2 separate regions of the Sus scrofa genome follow, and region 1 is linked to region 2. A link is a contact called in public Hi-C data. All regions are on one chromosome and are shown on one strand. The core of a region is the stretch at or near the end of the contact, and the rest is flanking DNA. Distances in the headings are between cores, read along the strand shown.

Region 1 (6,634 bases), core at 451-2,950, 97 kb after region 2:
AAAATTTAGTGTCTGTGAGTTTGGTGAAAAGAAGAATGAACTAGGTAGGCAGGAATAATCCACGAGCAAGAAAGGAAAAACCTTCCCATCGCAGAAGTATTTACTTCTTTGTAAATATCCCTCTCCAAATGAGCTTAAACTGGATTTACATTATTCCTCAAAAGTTTCAGGAACAAAGTAGGGAAGAAAATAACACTTTTCAAGAGAGTGATACTTGTTTTGAAGTAAATGTTTTGTAACATATAGAGACTACAGCATCTACTTTGTCTCTGTATGGCTTGATCAGATGGCTCTTGAACGTATTTAGTGAAATCAAGTTCTGTGTTGTATACATTGGATGTAAATACAAAGAGTTTTTTTAGCACTACAATTAGCAGCTGTAACAAATCTCTGTAGCAATATTTCAGCCAACAGTGAAGCCCATATTTCTAGGTCTTCAGCATCCCATCGATTTCAGAGAGAGACCAGAGAATTATTCGCAAATCCAGGAAGCTTCCTACTAGCATGTCGAGGTCACCTGTGAGCACTTAATTATGTCTACGCTTTGATGAATCTGAGTGCTCCTAGGGTGGGTTAATTTCTGGTGCACTAAGAGTGAAACTGGAAAAGATGCTTTGCAAAGGGTCTAGTTGGAGTTCTTTCAACCACATGTAAAATGTCAAAAGATTCATTACCTATGTGTTAAGCTCAGGGGTCCCAACCTTCACCCCATTGGCATCCCGGGGCCGCCTGCCTTCCTCTGGCTCTAGGAGGCTCTGGGTTGCTCTTTGCTCTTTGCCTCTTTGGGAATTGGCTTGTAACACGCTGGTAAATGATCAGCTCACATAAGAGTCGGGCTTAAAGAAAGTAAATACCACGTGTGCATACTCTATTTTCTAATGCATTAGCAGTCTCTTATCTCAGTATTGTCCTTTGTTGAATTGGTAGAAATTTCCAACAAGAGGGCATCAGGGCCACCACTGGGCTTTGTAGCATCTAAGAAGTGTCCCTGTGGCTGTGAACTCTGCAGCTTTGGAAGGCTTTGAATGAAATTCACCAGATGCCTAAGTCTCAAGTCTCTTTCCTGTTCCTCTTGAGCCAGAGCTGCAGCAAGACATCTCATTATATGGATCAAAGCTTTGCCAGTTTTTAATCCATTTGAGGCTCACATAACTCCATTCAGGGCAAGTTTTAGAGATCTGCCTGCTTATGTAACAAGAGAGGAAATGTTACTAAAGAAAGGAATGATAAAGACAGAAAGCCTGTGGGTATTAAAAGTTTGATCAAATTAGGTTTTTCCAAGTCTACAAAGGATACATGTGATGGTAAAACAGAAATGAACATGAAGGGGAAAGATGTTTCTTGGATTCCATTGCTCCAAGAGAAACCTTTCCTTTTGGGGAAATTAAAATCAGGAGTGACTCGTTAAAACCAAATCTGAAAAGCAGAGCTCACCCTCCCAGGGAAGTGCCCCCTGGGTGAAGAAGCCTTCAGCTGCTCTCAGGAGATCTCCCGGGGATCCCCCCACACCCTCTTATTAAAAAATGTTTCCTAGGAGGTCCTTGGTGGTGCAGTGGGTTAAGGATCCGGCCTTGTCACTGCCATGGCTCAGTCACAGCTGTGGCATGAGTTTTTTCCCTGGCTCCAGATCTTGTGCATGTCGTGGGCGCGGCCAAAAAAAGGTTCCTGACTTGCGCTTATCTGTTGCGGCACTTGGCTCAGGAGGGGTATTTGGGCCAGAGCCAGCTGGATCACTCCAGCCCGAGGATGCTCTTCCTGAAGCCACACAGGGCCATGGTTCTGAGTCCTAGCTCTAGGAACACCCTGCCGGTTCACAGCTTCATGCCTTGGGCAAGACCTTAGCCGCTTCACTAATGCTCCTCTTTCAGGCGGGGAGGCCAATAGCACCTACTTGGTGGCTTAAATGAGTTAATACATGAGACACTTGGAAAGCCTCTAGTGCCAGGCAAGCTCTTAAGTGTTAACTTTTATTTTTACCATTGTTGTGGCTGCCCTCAATGCTGCTGCTCTTAGAGACTTTAGAATGTGCGTGGCTGTGATGTTCAGCTGGCCCATCCTGCAGCCCAAGGCCAGCAGATCCTCCTAGAACAAATGGAAAGAAGAAAGCCATTCTCACTGTGTGGCCTTGCCACTGAAAGGAACAAAGTTGGAGTTCCCGTCATGGCTCAGTGGCTAACAAACCCGACGATTATCCATGAGGACAAGGGTTGGATCCATGGCCTCACTCAGTGGGTTAAGGATCTGGCATTGCCATGAGCTGCAGTGTAGGTCACAGATGCGGCTCAGATCTGGCATTGCAGTGGCTGTGGTGTAGGCCGGCACCTGCAGCTCTGATTCAGCCGTTAGCTCGGGAACCTCCATATGCCATGGGTGTGGCCCCACAAGGACCAAAAAAAAAAAAAAAAAAAAAAAAAATAGTGCCTCGTCCTTCATTCAATGCTGGGATGAGGTTGCTTTGCCAGCAGAATATTGCAGAAAAGTGGAGCCAGAGTCTGTCTGTAACCTGCCCGTTCCCCACTGCGTCCCCGGCTGCAGCATCCTCACCAAGGGAGCAGCTGCCCGGGGCAGATCACGGCAATGGGGCCAGACTGTGGGCTCAGCTCTGGCAAGAATGACACGTGTCCTCTCTGGCCAGATCATGTTGCAGGAAGAGAAAATACTCTTTACGAAACGGAGGAAAAAACACCCGTTTTGGAACTTGGGCGGGGTGGGAGAGGAGAGTCAGATTTGGGACTCTGCAGACCTTGAAAGGTGGGGCTGGTTCTGAGAACAGTTGCAGGTAGACAAAGCCAAAAGTGACATCCTAAAAGCCACCTTCAAATGCGAGGAATACTGGTTTTCTGCTGTATCTGAGTGAGCAGCATGGCACTGGTCTGTTTGCTCGGAACAAGACAATCACCGATGTGCCCTTCCAGGAGCCAGATAACCCAAACATCTGTTGTTGGTGATGTACTATTAAATCTTCCACTTGTAAGAGCTTTTGTTCTTTGGGTACTATCTTTTTTTTTTTTTTTTTTTGGCTTTTTTAGGGCCGCACCTGTGGCATATGGAGGTTCCCGGGCCAGGGATCCAATCAGAGCTACAGCTGCCAGCCTACACCACAGCCACAGCACTGCCAGATCTGAGCCACATCTGCGACCTACACTACAGCTCATGGCAACACCAGACCCTTAACCCACTGAGTGAGGCCAGGATCAAACCCACAACCTCCCGGTTCCTAGTCGGATTCGTTTCCGCTGCACCACAATGGGAACTCCTAGATGCCAAATGTTGACTCTCAAAGTGAAAATCAGCCAGCAGTTACAGGTAGGGGAGGGGAGGAGCAGATGGCCTGAGCCAGTCTCAGCCAGCAAGGCCTGAGGGCCTCTCCCCTCCTGCTGAGCAGCCCGTGTGCCATCCAACCTGTTCCAGTGAGACTGAGGCCTTTGGGTTAGTTTAATAGTAATATGACAGTGAGCTGCTGCGTGAAATTACTGGATTTATACGAGCACGGCAGGACTGCTCCTGAGGCCTGAGGATCTATTAAATAACCTACCAGGGAGAAGGCGGAGGGACCTCCGTTTTACTCCTCTGTGGTGACACACACCAGGGCACACGTGTGTTACCTCGGGTGGCATCATGGTCGCTCTGCATAAGGTGGCCCAGGCTGCCTCTATTCTTCTTCAGGTATAAACTTCCTGAGGACAGGTATTCACCTCAGCATCTTCAGCTCTGAGTCCTTGTGTTTAGACTCATATACATTTGAGGTGGAGTGAGTCTCCCTCAGACTAGCAGTGGTGGAAACAGAGCCTTCCCTCGCGAAGCTGAAAAGAAACAGAAAAACAGCCGTCTGACCCTTCACCAAAATCACATATATACTGACCTTCCCCCACTTCTTTTCTTTTGTTTTTTTGGGGGGGCCATGCCCACAGCAGTGACAGTGAGGGTCCTTAACCCTCTGCACCACAAGAGGCCTCTCCCCTGCCCCCGCTTTGGAGCGGTTTCTCAGAGCTCTCTGACAGGCTGCTTCCCAGGCTGTGCTCCTTGTTTGGCCCAAATAAAACTTATCTCATGACTTTTTTTTTTTTTAAATTTTAATATTTTTTTTGCGTTTTAGAGCCACACTGGCGGCATGTAGAGGTTCCCAGGCTAGGGGTCAGATTGGAGCTACAGGAGTTTGGTTGTGGCGCAGCAGAAAAGAATCCAACTAGTAACCATAAGGTTGTGGGTTCGATCCCTGGCCTTGCTCAGTGGGTTAAGAAACTGGTATTGCCGTGAGCTGTGGTGTGGGTCACAGCCATGGCTCGGATCCCAAGTTGCTGTGGCTGTGGTGTAGGCTGGCCGCTGTAGCTCTGATTAGATCCCTAGCTGGGGAACCTCCATATGCTGCGGCTGCGGCCCTAAAAAAAAAAAAAAAAAAAAAAAAATCAGAGCTACAGGCCACAGCCACAGCAACACGGGTTCCAAGCTGCATCTGCAACCTACACCACGGATCATGGTAACAGCAGATCCTTAAGCTGCTGAGCAAGGCCAGGGAACAAACCTGCAACCTCATGGTTCCTAGGTGGAGTCGTTTCCACTGTGCCACAACGGGAAACCCTAACTCACAATTCTTAAAAAAAAAAACCCAGCTATCTGAGCTCGTCACAGACTGAAGTGTGCATGAAGACTGAAATTTGTTAAGTTCTTTGTCAGTTGTGTTTCCCCTGTTGCCAGTGAAGGGCTGGTTTTGTAGGGACTCGGTAACCAGGCACCACCCTCCACCATTGGACAGCCTCACACCATGAAGACCCCTCGTGTGGGGAACTGCTAGGGACTGAATGTTTGCGTCCCCCTCCTTCCCCCCCTAATTCGCATGTTGGGGCCTAACCTGCAAGGTGATGGTTTTAGAGATGGTGATTAGGTTTGGATGAGGTCATGATGGGATTCGTGCCCTCAGGAGAAGAGACCAGAGAGCTAGCTGTGCCCTCTCTGCCATGTAAGGACACAGGAGAAGGCAGCCGCCTGCAGGCCAGGAAGCGAGCCTTCGCAGGAAGGAATCAGCCAGCACCTTGATCTTGGACGTCCACCCTCTAGAGCTGTGCCAGATAAACGCCTGCTGTTTCGGCCCCCTAGTTTGTGGTGTTTTGTTACAGGAGTTCGAGCAGACCGAGACGAGACCCTTTGTGTTCCTGCCCTTTGCAGAGAACCTCTCAGGACTGGCTGCCTCACTCCTCTGTAAAGACTTGCCAAATGGTCCTGCTCCTCAGCTTCTGGTTTCTATCCTTGAGCACTCCCAAGACCAGACGGTTGTAGGAAGCAGTATTTTAAATGAAATGCCTCACAGGGATGTCCTAACCTTTGCCAAGAGCCCAGAAGAGAAAGCCCTGTCCCCGCCTCACCCAGGTGAGGAGCACTCAGCTCAGCAGGGTTACGGAGCCACGCAGACACACCAGGGCCCTGCTGCACACACCGTGAGAAGGCAGCCTTTCCAGTAACTGTAGATTTCGTCTCTCAGTCACTCAAGGTGGGAGCTCCTGACTCAGCCTTTATGTCACTGGTTGGCCTCAACTCTGATTGTGTGTGCTTCAGGGTTTTCAGGGCACTTCTTGCCACTGAATCTTTGTCACAGAAGCAAGTTTTTCTTTGCGTCTAATGTTAAAACAGTCATCTTCCCCTCATCTAAATGCAAACACATCATAATAAGATAATTTGTTTGAATGTTTGCAGTTTATATCTGTTTTTAAAGGTTCTCACCTTTCTGACTCCTTCATATCTTTACTTAGAACTGGACCTGAGCAAGGCCCCTGGGTGGGCCTCAGGGGACACATAGCATGATTTAAAAACAGGCCCCATCCCCCAGGCGGAGGTGCAGTCCGTTGTCCCTGCCTCCCCCCCTCCCCACCCTGGACGGGCTCTCTCTGACTGCCCTGTGGCAGCCTCTTCCTTCAGGCCCTGTGGCTTCCTCTGGTCTGGTTTCTATCGGCCACGGCAACAGCAGCAAGCCAGGCTGGGCAGCAGTCGAGGGAGGAAGGAAGTGGGCTGGCCGTCTAGGCCCGTGGTCCCTTGTGCAGATGGGGAGGCCCATGCGGAGGCAGAGGGGTCAAGGAACCTCCAGTGGAGTGGAACCCAAGCCCTGGCCACGTGTCTGTACTCTTCCCTCTTCCCACCCTCAGCTCCCGGCCGGGGGCTGGACCACATGCCACTGGGTAGAATGTGCCGGTATGGGCCGGCTATTTACCAAACCTGAATCTGTATCCCCTCATTTAAAAAACAGACAAACCAAACCTTCTACTCTGTAGCAGGTACAATTCTGGTGCTTTAATATGACAGCCTTCAAAGGCAATACACGCCAGTAATATTTCTTGGAAACATGACTAGGATTTTCAAAGGGAATGATTATGTCTGAATACATACAGCAGTCAGGTAGTTTGAGTCTGTTGAGTCTCAAGTTAAAAAAAGCTGGAGATACACAACAATAAATATCTTCCTTATTGATGTTCTATTTATATTGAGATTAAAATCTATTAATGTCAAGCCTTTTGCCCTAATCCCCTTTCTCCTGGAAGTGATTAACAACTAAATGTCTTTATTAAAACAGATGTGCCCTTTATTTCCAGTAACAGTGCCTTTGAAGAATAAGCTAATTAATGATTTTTGAATACTTAATGTGAGC
Region 2 (6,886 bases), core at 4,255-6,754:
TCTTCTGATTTAAAAATATTCATCGGAGTTCCCATCATGGCTCAGTGGTAAACGAACCTGACTAGCATCCATGAAGATGAAAATGCAATCCCTGGCCTCGCTCAGTGGGTTAAGGAACCAGCATTGCCATTAGCTGTGGTGTAGATCTCAGGCGCGGCTCGGATTCTGCATTGCTGAGGCTGTGGCGTAGGCCAGCAGCTACATCTCCGATTGGACTCCTAGCTTGGGAACCTCCATATGCTCTGGTTGCAGCCTTAAAAAGCAAAATAAAATAAAATAAAATAAAATTCATTTATTAGTCATTCCCATTGTGGCTCAGGGGAAACCTGACCGGCATCCCAGAAGATGCAGGCTCGATCCTGGCCTCGTTCAGTGGGTTAAGGATCCAGCGTTGCTCCAGTTCGACCCCTAGCCTGGGAACTTCCATATGCTGCAGGTGTAGCCCTGAAAAAAGCAAAAAAAAAAAAAAAAAAAAAAAATTCATTTATTCAACGCATGCACCAGCCATCTGGATGCATTGAATAACAAACAAAAACCTCTGCCCTCCCAGAGCTTACAGTCTGTGGCAACTGATTAAGAAAGTTCCTGATGCTGCGTGAGCCCACAGAACTAGTTCTCGCCGTGGACCTCCGGGCTGTGAATCCTCCCAAACCCTCCCTGCCCCCAAGTTGTCTTAACTTCAGCTCCCATCCTCTTCCCTTCCTGCCTTCTCCCCTCCCAGTACCCCCAGCTCCTTTTTGCTTTCCCGAGATAAGTCATAGGATGCCTCAAGCCGCCTTATCTGTGCGTGCCTGTGGCAGGCAGCCGGATGATGCTTCCAAAGCCTGAAAAGTGTAAATTATGGTTTTAATTATATCTTTTTAGCATCCCAGGAGGAGTTTTCTTCCTTCCTCTCTCCACAGCATCACACTTGCTCTTTAGCAGACAGACCGAGATCAAACCTGGCCCCTGGCAAGGTCACAGATAACCAGCCCTAATCAGCCCCGTGCATCTGACAGCTAGAAGTCAAGGTCTTATTTATAGATTCTGTTACATACCCCTCCACCCCTGCTTCCCTGCCAAGTTTATCTTCTATTTTTCTATTTTAAATTGGGGAGCCAGCCAACGCCACACCCATCTTTGTTTGCCATATCCCCCGGTGACACATACTGTGGAATGGCCATGGATGTATATTTAATAACAGCCTGACTGAGATACAATTCACATACAGTACTTTCATCCTTTTAAAGTGCACACCTCAGTTGTTTTCAGTATAGAAGTTGGGCCACCACCATCGCAATCAATTTTGGAATATTTTTATCACCCTCCCTCCCCCAAAGAAACCCTCATACCCATTGGCTGTCATCGCCTATTTCCTCTAACTCCCCTGGCTCTAGGGAAATATTAATCTACTTTCTGTCTCTATGGATTAGTCTGTTCTGGGAAACTCATGGAAACGGGATCAGATAACGTGGTGTTTGGGGCCTGGCTGCTTTCACTTAGCAACATGTTTGCCAGGGTCACCATCTTGGGACGCATGTGTCTGTACTTCATTCCTTTTTTTTTTGTTTTTTTTGTCTTTTTAGGGTTGCACCCTCGGCATATGGAGGTTCCCAGGCTAGGGGTCGAATCGGAGCTGTAGCCGCTGGCCTACACCACAGCCACGGCAATGCCAGATCCGAGCCTCATCTGCGACCCACACCACAGCTCACAGCAAGGCCTGATCCTTAACCCACTGAGTGGGGCCAGGGATCGAATCCGCATCCTCATGGATCCTAGTCGGGTTCATTAACCACTGAGCCTCGACAGGAACTCCTGTACTTCATTACTTTTTATCGCCAAAAGGTATTCCATTGTATTGACATACCGACTTTGATTTATCCATTCATCAGTGGATGGACATTCGGGATTTTTCTCCTCTTTGGCTCTTATGAATAATGTTGCTATGAACATTCATATGCATGTTTTTGTTATATTTTTATTTTTATTACACCGCATCTGTGGCATATGGAAGTCCCTGGATGTGTCCCCTTATAGGCCTGGAATACCATGTGGAACTGGATTGCCGGGTTATAAATTCCTTCCTGTTGGGTTGATTTCTGAAATGGTGATACCAACCTTCCCAGCAGCCATGTGAAAGGTTCTCTCATCCCTAAATTCTCAGCAACATATATCTGACTTTGTGATTTTTTTTTTTTTTTTTTTTTTTTGTCTTTTTAGGGCCGCGCTAGCGGCATATGGAGGTTCCCAGGCTAGGGGTCGAATTGGAACTGTAGCCACCAGCCTACACCACAGCCACAGCAACGCCGGATCCTTAACCCATTGAGTGAGGCCAGGGATCAAACCCACATCCTCCTAGATGCTGGTCAGGTTCATTAACTGCTGAGCCACAATGGGAACTCCTCTGACTTTGTGATTTTTATCAATTCGATGATTGTCAAGTGGCATATCGTGGTTGTTTGTGTTTCTCTAATCACTAGTGAAATTGAACATCTCTTCATAGGCTTGTGATTTGTTTTACCTTTATGTGAGTTGTTCCTTCATAACTTTTGCTTGTTTTTAAGGCTGAGTCTCCTATCTTGCTGTGTCCTAGGTACTAGCTGACTATTTGTTAGTTTCAGAGATTGCAAATATACCTGCTAGGTCTTTCTCAAATGAGTTATCTTTGTTTATGTTGCCCTTTATTGAATGAATTCCAAATACTGACATAAAAAAAAAATCATCTAGTCACTTGTGATGGAGCATGATGGAGGATAATGTGAGAAAAAGAATGCATATGTGTATGTGTAACTGGGTCACTTTGCTGTACAGTAGAAAATTGACAGAACACTGTAAACCAGCTATAACGGAAAAGATAAAAATCATTTTAAAAAATAAGAAAAAAGAATTTCCAAGTTAAAAAAATCAGAGCTGCACCTGCCAGCCACAGCCACAGCCACATCAACCTGAAACCGAGCCACATCTGTAACCTACGCCATACCTTGTGGCAACACCGGACCCTTAATCTACGAGGTTAAGGGAGGCCAGGGATTGCTCAAACCCACATCCTCATGGACTCTATGTCAGGTTTCTTAACCCACTGAGCCACAACAGAAACTCCCCCATGCATGTTTTTGGATAGTGGACATAAATATTTATTGTCAGTTTCTCCCAGCATTTCGGTTGAGGGTTTACTTGAGAGAAAGTCAGTGACGACCACCAACCGCAAAAGCCAGTCCATGTTCTGATGTCACACTGGTGGATCCTTCAAGGAGAAGGAAGGCAGAAGGCCTGGCTGCTTCTGAGGAAATTCAGCCTAATAAAGGAGAACTGAGGACTTTGCACCAGGCACTGAGATGGTGCTGGGGTTGGAGCCTCCTGCCAGAGTGCAAGGTACCCTCAGGGTCTTAGCCTCGTTGGAGAAGCAGAGCTTGAATTCAGGACAGTAGTAGTTCCTGGGACTAGTGGTTCCTGTTCTGGGTACAACTGTAGCCCAGGAGACAGGCACCCAACCCACTTCTGGGAAATCAGGGAGAGCTGCTCGGAGGGGGTGCCCTTTGTTCTTCCCACGTTACCCTATTTACATTTCTAAACACACAGAAAGCCGTAAGCTCTTCGCCTGGGCTTAATGACTGTTAGCGTCTTGCCAAGGTCTTTCTAATTTTTTCCTGACTGATTTTAAAATAAATTTCAAGGATCCAGCATTGCCATGAGCTGTGGTGTAGGTCTCAGAGGCAGCTTGGATCCCACGTTGCTGTGGCTGTGGTGTCAGTGAGCAGCTGTAACTCCGATTGGACCCCCAGCCTGGGAACTTCCGTGCGCCAAGGGTGCAGCCCTAAAAAGCAAAAAAATAAAATAATAAAATAAATTTCAGACACTGTAGCAGTTCACCTCTACATATTTCAGTGCACATTTAAAAAATGAGGATACTGGAGTTCCCCTTTGGCTGAATGGGTTAAGAACCCATCTAGTATCCACAAGGATGCAGGTTTGATCCCTGGCCTCGTTCAATGGATTAAGGATCCAGTGTTGCTGTGAGCTGTGGTGTAGGTCACAGATGTGGCTCAGATCTAGCTTTGCTGCGGCTGTGGTATAGGCTGGCAGCTGCAGCTCCAATTCGACCCCTAGCCTGGGAACCTCCAAATGCCGCAGGTGTGGCCCTAAAAAGGAAAACAATTGTGTAAAAAAATAGATATCCCTCTTTATGTAACAGTAAGAGTTAAAATAATTGTTATTGATGTTATTATGTGTTAGACACTATTTTTAGAGTTTGAGTCTTCAAATATGTAAAATAATTAAATGTAAATATATAAGTATAATTAAGTCATTATAACAAAGCATTTCATCTTCCTCGCACAACCGCCCCTCGAGATAGGTAGTGACATTATCATCTTCATCGCACAGATGAAGAAACTAAAGCCTGAGCTAGGTTACAGGGCAGACCCAGGAGGAAATCCACCTCCAGAGCCCTGGTCCTGACCAGCATGACACATATGTCCCTTTTGGATGCACTTGAAACGATGCCACACTCAGGAGGAAGCTTTCCAGACACTGCAGGAAGAAGAGAGAGACGGGCAATTCCGGAAGGGACATCATCTAGAGATTCCCAGGTCCCCAAACCCGCTCAGCTTTTGTCAATTACAGATTCCCAGTCCCCCAGCCCCCACAGCCCGCCTGCATCAGAATTTCTGGGTGGGAGTTCCCGTCGTGGCTCAGCGGCAACGCATCCAACCAGTATCCATTAGGATGCAGGTTCGACCTGGCTTCGCTCAGTGGCTGGGGCTTCAGGCATTGTAGCGAGCTGTGGTGTAGGTCGCAGACTCGGCTTGGATCCTGCATGGCTTGTGATATAGGCCAGCAGCTGCAGCTCTGATTTGACCCCTAGCCTGGGAACTTCCATATGCCACAAGTGCGGCCCTAAAAAGAAAAAAAAAAAAAATTCTGGGTGGAAGCAACAAAACTCGTTATGTCAAAGTTCCCCCAAATTGTTCTGATGCTGCTGATCCAAGCACCAGCATTTAGGAGCCTCAGATGTGCTCCCTGCACCTTGCAGGAGAGAAAGCTGAAGTTGAGTAGAGCTGAATGACCTTAACAAGGTCCCACAGCTGGTTCAGCTCTTTACAAAACAGAACTGACCTGGGGAGGATAAGATATGGGTGGAGCACGGCAAACCCAGGTGATAGTGCCTTTTGGACTCCTTCCTGTCTTAGGGTGATTTTCTGTCTTGGCGATAAACTCTGGATCAGGTGGGCTCCTCTATGAAAGCTGGACACAGTGGAAACAAATTTAAAATGCTCAGACAGAATATGGAATAGGTCTGAAATGAGCAAGCTAGATTCATGGAGAAAATATAATGGGCTCGTTAGTCACATGAAATCCTTGAGCCATGTTTCTCATCTGAGGACAATTACACGACGTCTCAGGTCCAATACCTGAGATGGAGCTTGGGTTGGAAGTTCCATGGCACAGACCTAGTGTGACATATACGGTACCATGGTATGAAGCTTTACCAAGGTCGGTTTAATTCTTCCCCGGATTTTTGTAGTTGCTTAGTTTGACCACAAGGTGGCGGTAACGGACTTGGCGGCCACTGGCCGGGGCGTGGTAGACTTGAGGACTAAAGAGAAAATCTCAAGATTTTCCCCCTTCTTAATCGATCAACACTTAATTTTTTTCTCATCATACACTTTACAAATTTTCTGCAATGAACTTGCTTTTCTTTGACAAAAGCAGAATAGGGGAAGGGGTGGGGGGATAGGAGTCATCATTGTGATAAATTTATTTTGGTATATTAATTTTGGACACTTTTACATGGTTGTGGTTATATGGCAGCAAAATCGTTTGTTTTATAAACGATGTAATAATTTTCTGTTACCAGAAGTTATTCATAAACACATTTGTTGCTGCACATTATGTAGTGATCATATGTTGAGTGCTCACTTGGAACCAGGAAAGCACTTTGCTGGGGGGTTTAATATGTATTTCTACCTAGTCCTCATTCCATGAGGTAGATAGTATTATTACCCATATTTTATTTATTTTTTAAATTAATTAATTTATTATTATTATTATGATAGTATTATTACCCATATTTTATTTATTTTTTAAATTAATTAATTTATTATTATTATTTTTTTTTTTTTGTCTTTTGTCTTTTTAGGGCTGCACCCGTGGCATATGGAGGTTCCCAGGCTGGGGGTCTCATCGGAACCGTAGCCGCGGGCCTACACCACAGCCAGAGCCACAGCAACACAGAATCCGAGCCACCTCTGCAATCTATACCACGTCTCACGGCAAAGCCAGATCCTTAATCCACTGAGCAAGGCCAGGGATCCAACCCACAACCTCATGGTTCCTAGTTGGATTGATTAACCACTGAGCCACGACGGGAACTCCTATTACCCATATTTTATCTGTGAGTAAAATGATGCTTGAGAAGACTTGGTAGTAAATGGTGGAGGAAATGTTTTATGTCTAACATCACTTCCTGTCTCTAATCACAATGCTGGTTCATTGGGTATTAATTTGTTCACCTAGGGTGTCTGTTTAATTTATTCCAAATTTTATTATTATAAATAAAGCTGCAGGAGTTCCCTTGTGGCACAGTGAGTTAAGGATCCGGCCTCATCACTGCAGCAGCTCAAGTTGCTGTGTGATGCAGGTTCATTCCTTGGCCCAGGAACTTCCACATGCCGTGGGTGTGGCCAAAAAGAAAAAAAAAATTTAAGATGCAGAAAATATCTTTAGGTATAAATCTTTTTCTGGATTCAGGAAATATTTCTAGAAGTGAACTTATCAAGTCTAAACTTTTTTTTTTTTTTTTTTTTTTTGTCTTTTTGCTATTTCTTGGGCCGCTCCCTCGGCATATGGAGGTTCCCAGGCTAGGGGTTGAATCGGAGCTGTAGCCACCAGCCTACGCCAGAGCCAC

Evidence for each region. Hi-C and Micro-C count contacts between places; a contact is called where the count stands out from the background.
Region 1: a Hi-C map of fetal liver shows a contact between it and region 2, with 2.2 times the contacts expected there. The contact joins two enhancer-like sites. A contact is called at or near these places in 1 of 5 promoter capture datasets (liver), 33 of 47 Hi-C or Micro-C datasets (adipocytes, adipose tissue, alveolar macrophages and 18 more) and 2 of 2 datasets of contacts at active chromatin or transcription factors (alveolar macrophages and skeletal muscle).

The regions. Positions count from the first base shown.
Region 1 is chr12:14,843,466-14,850,099 of Sscrofa11.1, forward strand. The region is part of intron 9 of TEX2 (testis-expressed protein 2); the gene reads left to right. Among named protein-coding and RNA genes, the nearest start is that of ERN1, 35 kb to the right of the region's middle. Within about 2 kb of position 1,701, at least 3 of the 83 cell types and tissues checked have an H3K27ac peak or open chromatin away from gene starts, as enhancers often do. A contact at or near this core is called in fetal liver, where this site is marked.
Region 2 is chr12:14,742,422-14,749,307 of Sscrofa11.1, forward strand. No RefSeq gene overlaps it. Among named protein-coding and RNA genes, the nearest start is that of TEX2, 19 kb to the right of the region's middle. Within about 2 kb of position 5,505, at least 4 of the 83 cell types and tissues checked have an H3K27ac peak or open chromatin away from gene starts, as enhancers often do. A contact at or near this core is called in fetal liver, where this site is marked.